Linked DNA regions of Ovis aries: region 1 is linked to region 2. Evidence: chromatin contacts called from public Hi-C data. All regions are on one chromosome and are shown on one strand. Each heading gives the region's core, a stretch centred on a gene start, on an enhancer-like site or on the middle of the called end of the contact. The rest is flanking DNA. Distances are from core to core; before and after follow the strand shown.

Evidence for each region. A called contact is a pair of places that touch in the nucleus more often than the background predicts.
Region 1: a Hi-C map of hypothalamus shows a contact between it and region 2, with 2.4 times the contacts expected there. The contact joins two enhancer-like sites. A contact is called at or near these places in 6 of 16 Hi-C or Micro-C datasets (blood, hypothalamus, retroperitoneal adipose tissue and 1 more).

The regions. Positions count from the first base shown.
Region 1 is chr25:12,826,716-12,829,454 of ARS-UI_Ramb_v3.0, reverse strand. It overlaps RET (ret proto-oncogene), which reads right to left. Exons shown (of 20, transcript XM_027962134.3): 4 at 1,902-2,143; 5 at 445-640. Among named protein-coding and RNA genes, the nearest start is that of RET, 31 kb to the right of the region's middle. Within about 2 kb of position 1,359, at least 6 of the 54 cell types and tissues checked have an H3K27ac peak or open chromatin away from gene starts, as enhancers often do. A contact at or near this core is called in hypothalamus, where this site is marked.
Region 2 is chr25:12,589,549-12,592,248 of ARS-UI_Ramb_v3.0, reverse strand. No RefSeq gene overlaps it. Among named protein-coding and RNA genes, the nearest start is that of BMS1, 49 kb to the right of the region's middle. Within about 2 kb of position 1,433, at least 5 of the 54 cell types and tissues checked have an H3K27ac peak or open chromatin away from gene starts, as enhancers often do. A contact at or near this core is called in hypothalamus, where this site is marked.

The DNA of each region.
Region 1 (2,739 bases), core at 110-2,609, 240 kb before region 2:
GTCATCCCAGAACCCTTCAATTTGAGGGCACAGAGCTGCTACTGGACATCAGCTCCTGTTAGCGGAGAGTTGCTGGTTGGGTGTCAAGGATCCCTGAGCACTTGAGCACCTAGGAGGTGGCACAGCTGGTGCCAGGGGCCAAAGGGAGACAGGTGTTACAGTGAGCCCTGGCGTGGTCAGCACAGGGTAGTGTGGTGGGGTCCTGGCAGGGTCAGCCTCGGCCTTGGGACAGTTCAGGGAGAAAGGACAGCCTGTAAACACCCACCAAGGTGGCCAAGGTGAGCCCAGCAGAGACAAAGGCTGGGAAGAAGGTTGGAAGGGGTGGCCACCTGGGTTGAGAGGGCCAGGATAGGTGTTTATGTGTGCAGGGTGCTGCCCTGCCCACGGAGCGCGGGCTGCCAGTTCCCAAGGGGGCCCCGTCAGGCCACACTGGTCCCCTCTTACTGTAGTCATGCACGGTTGCCCGCACAAAGCTGCCGTTGGCCTGGGCCAGGGTCTCATTGGGCGCGTGCTCCACTCGGAAGGTCTGGAGGGCCTTGGTGTCCCTAGACAGCAGCGTGTTCGTGTACCGTCTCAGGAGCTCCCCGGAGGCTGGCACCACGTCTGCATCGAAGACACGTAACGTGGCTACCACTGTGCCCTGCAAAGCATACGGGGGCCAGTCAGGGCCCCGAAAGCCAGAGCGCATAGCAGGGCACGTGCCCCACAGGTGGATCAGGTGTGTGCGGTCAGAGCTGGCTCCAGGGTCAGACTGACCAGGGTTCAAGCCGCAAGGGGCCCCCAGCCAGCATGCTTGTCACCCTTCCTGGGCCACTGCACCTCACCTCTGCAACAGGTGCGGCGGCATCTCCAGACTTCCCGTGATTATGGGTTAGAGCAGATGCCCTGGTGCTCTGTGGAAGACCTCATCCAGGTCCCCACAGTGCAGAGTGGGCAGCCCGGCTCTCCTTTGAGGAAGCTGGGCCCCGCACAGTGGAGGAGTTGGCTCAGCATCATGGAGTGACAGACGACAGAGCTGGGACCTAAGCACAGTGTCCACCAGAATGCTCTCCTAAAGCTGCTTCTGTACCCCAGGTTGGATGGGGTCATGAGTGGGGGTTCTGAGTAAAGTCACAGGTCATCTCTGCTCTCACTACTGACCAGGCTCCAGTGTCACCGTGGAGCTGCCCTCCCAGGCTCATGAGACACCTCCCTACCCCATGTGCTTTCCTCCTGCCCATCCATCCACCAAACTTGCTCCGGGGCGCCCAGAGAAGCAGGCAACCACCGGATATCCGACCCCGACCCTCCCCTTGCTCCCGCCAGCCTGTCGGCTGCAGGATAGCCCAGGGCCCAGCAGGTGGCAGTCACGCTCCGCCTGCGGGGCCAGAGGAAGGCGGGGCCCCGATGCGCGCGGGGCGGCGCAGGGACATCCCTGTCAGATCCAAGGGCCCGTCTTCCTCCACTCCGGGGTGCCTGCCCTGAACTCACTGGCCCTCCCTTGAGGGAACGCCCTCCTGGCAGATGTCCTCTCGTCTCCGTGGGGCAGCGCGCCCCGCCTGCGCAGCAGCACAGTTGCGCCCCTCTGATGTGAGCCCTGCCGGTTGAGTCAGAGGCTGGGCACCCCTACCCCCAACCCCACCGGCACCCCAGCCCCTCCCCTCGCCCGCCTCCCAGGGCAGGGGTCAGCTCGGTGCCAGTGGGGCTGGTCCTCTCTCCTCCTCAGCCGTCCTGGAAACCAACAAACCCCCACAGACAGGCTGATGGACAATGAAAGACGAATAGCTAGAGTGGTCAGCCACATGACTGGATGGCTAGGTGGACAGCTGAACACACCAAGGACAGATGACGCATGGAGGGACCCAGATGCCCAACAGAGAGGCGACAGACACCAGACGAGCACCAGACAAACGCATAGGCACCTCCTTCCGCTTGAACTCCACCACGGCGCTGGCGCTGTCGACGCCCCCGAGGAAGGTGGGCGCAGAGTCGTCCTCGTCGTACACGGTCACGGGGAAGGGCGCCATCACCTCCTCCTCGCGGGCGCCCACGCGAACCGTGCACGCGGCCACCAGCTCATACTTCTCCCGCTGCTCGCGGTCCAGGGCCCAGCGCGTGCTCACCTCCAGGCTGTCCGGATCGCAGCGGAAAGGCAGACTCTCACCTGAGCACCAAGCAGACCAGCAACCCCGGGATGACCCCGAGCTGCGGGGAGGGCGAGCTGCCTTCCTCAGGGGCCCACAGGAGAGGAGACAGAGCTGGGGTGCATGCTGGGCCTGGGCCGCGGCCCTTCTTCAGCTCCACACCAAGCACAGTTTGCAGTGAAGACTATGCTCTGAGCGTCACTGTGCCTGCAGCCTGCACCGGTGCTGACAGGGAAGAGCCGGGACCAGGAGGTCTGCCTCAGGTCCTCAGCCTGATCACCTAGGAGGGGCACACCCCTTCACACACCTTGCCTGCCTCCTCTGTGGTGAGGGCTGGCACCAGTCAGGCTGCAGGCCCAGAGATCCAGCTCCTAGTGTTTGCTGGTTTTCAAAAAACTGTTAACAATTTTCTTAACTATGGAAGCAAGACATGCTCATTTTAGAGAAAGTGAGAAAAAAGCCACAATTCCACCACTTGAAAACCAACATGGGGGACGTTTGGTGTGATTTCATGCTAACACACACGTTTCTGACTGCCTGGTTTGGATCCCTGCCCTATACACCTGCAGGCTGTGAGGCCTGAGGCTGACGGCTCTGTCTCTTTGTGTTTCAGTTT
Region 2 (2,700 bases), core at 184-2,683:
CCCCACCCCCAAACCTCCACATCAACCTCACTTTCAATCTCTAGTCCCTGCGTGGCTGGGAAAACCCAGACCCTAAATTCAGCCCCAAACCCTGCCCACCACACACCCTGCACGGCCCCCAGTGCCCCTGCTCATGCAGCTACAACTCAAACTCGTCCCTTCGAGGGCCAGTCCCCACATTCTCAGACTGCACGACATCAAGTTGCCTCTGAGGTCAGTGCTGGGTGCAGGCTGGAGTGAGGAGGTGGGTGTGCAGAAAAACCAAGGAGCAAGCTGCACCCCAGTCGTGCCTGTATCTGCTTCCTGGAATGTTTGACTCCTTCGGTTCTGTCTCACCCTGACTGCCAGTGTCTGTTGAAGCCGCATTCTGGACAATTCCCAGGAGAGAACCCTCGGGAATTAACACAACTCTTTCATTCTGATTACAATTTTTAATGGAGAGAATTTCTGGACTCATCCCAATTTTCCTCTCTTCCTAAAATTTTCAATTAAGAGCCTAACCTTGATGGAAAATGGCCATTGTCTGGAATGCCCAAAGTACTGATTCTTCAATGCTAAGTGCTTTTGCTAAGCAGAGAAAACAAAGTCTCAATGATTCTGAGTAACACCAGAGCCAAGGACCTCAAAAGGAGGGAGGAGAGAAGAAGGCAACATGAAGACTCTCTGGCAAGGCTGTGCCCCAGAGCCAGCCTCTCCCTGTGGGCACAGGCATGGATGATAGAGGGTCCCTGAGGCCCCTTCAGCCTGGAGAGAAGCCGTGAGCCAAGGAGCAGCACAGTCATCCAGGGAGCCAGGCCCAGCTGCCAGCAAAGCAGCTGAAGTCTTGAGGAAACTTCCTGATTGCATTAGCGAGGTGGCACCACCAGGACATAATCAAATCTCTCTGGAGGACGTGGCTTCCAGAAGGGCTACTGCTCACACGTGGCCAATTTAGGGTAACCAGGACCAGACAGAGCAGGAGAGAGGAAGGCCAGTGCTTGGGACCCAGGGTGGGGAGCTTGGGGGGCCACCCGACTAGGGATCAAGGATATCACAGGGCCAGCCAGCAGCGCTGGATGCCAAGCCCCAGGAGGCAGCCGTTCCCGTGACCACGTATGCAGACACCTGGCATTGGAAGGCTCAGTGACCTGCCCAGCGGCCCCACATCACAGGTCTGCCTAGTTTTACAGGTAAGGAGGGCTGCCTAAGAAACCTGTGTGCAGCAGGTGGGTGCCGATCTGAGTTCACTGGCTCACACCAGGGCCCCCTGCTCAAGGGCACGAGCTCTGAACTCTCTTTCCAGGTCTTTCAGCTCGATGGTCCTCGCTCCAGCCTGCCTGAACCTCAGTAGGGCAGGACCAATCACAGCTGCTTGTCAAGACTGCTAAAAAGAGATTATACCACGCAGGGCTCTGACTGTCAGCCTAAGAGCTCCAGGGGTGAGGCCAGCTGCAGTGCTGCCACCTACTGGCTAAGGGACTTAACCTCACTGAGGCTCATTATCCTTATCCGAAATGGGGTAAGTATAGGGTTGTTTTGAGATTCCAAATAACAGAATGTATGTAAAGCACTAAACACAGAGCTTGACCCAGAGAAAATACCCAGTATATGATAGTGGATGTTAGGTGTTAGACGCTCAGTCATGTCTGACTCTTTGTAACCTCATGGACTACAGCCCACCAGGCTCCTCTGTCCATGGAAATCTCCAGTTGAGAATACTGGAGTGGATTGCCATTCCCTTCTTACTGACCCAGGGATCGAACTGGGGTCTCCTACATTGCAGGTGGATTCTTTACCTTGAGAGCCACCAGGGAAGCTCCAAGTGGCTGTTAAGTTGATTGTTATTAGAAAGAAAAGACAGGACCATTCCCACTGGAATTAGTGGCTGGGGTGGGGATGGGGGGATGATCTCAAAGCCTGCTTCTTCATTTTGCAGGTCCAGTACCCTGGAGACACAACTCCTACTAACCCAACCACACCCAAGGGATACACCCAAGGCCAATGTCTTACAACGATGCCTCCTGGTTTCTTCTCTAAGAATACTTTTTATAATAGTTCTCGGGTCAGCTGTAGTCCGATGTCCTGACCATGATGAGAAAGTACGCATGAGAGTTTCTCCACATTGATTTGCTGGACAAACAGACAAATACAGGGATGAAGGAACAACACCTAGAAACCAGGACACAGGCCTACTGACGAGCACAGGGGTGGCCAGCATGGGCCTCTCAGAGGATCTCGGACTTGGCACATAGATTGCACTCGGTAGCTGCACCTAACAGGGGAGGCCCTGACATTCGCTAAGCACCAGTGAATGTTCAGTGGTGGAGGAGAGCATCACTTCTAAGAGGAAGGGAAGAAAACAGGGCCAAATATGGCTGAGATGGGTTTGGAGTGTGGCTTTAAAGGCCAGGCAGGGATGGGCCAGGGAGGGTATAATTCAAGGTTCGGAGACAAGAGGGCGTGGGTGTGTGGGTGTGTGTGCACACAGGTGTACACGAGTGCACACATGCAGGGGCCTGGAGTTCTGTGAGGCTCTTAGGCTCATAGAACAAGATCTCTCTCCAGGACCCTGTGCTAGGCCCTGCGGAGGCTCTGATGGCAAGATACACGCTGCAGTCCACTTCCCCAGAGCTGGGAGAGCCTGGTCAGCTCCATATCTCAGGGAAGCCCAGGGGCTGAGGGGCTGGCGAAACCTCTTGAGCCAGCTGGGTGGAGCCAGCA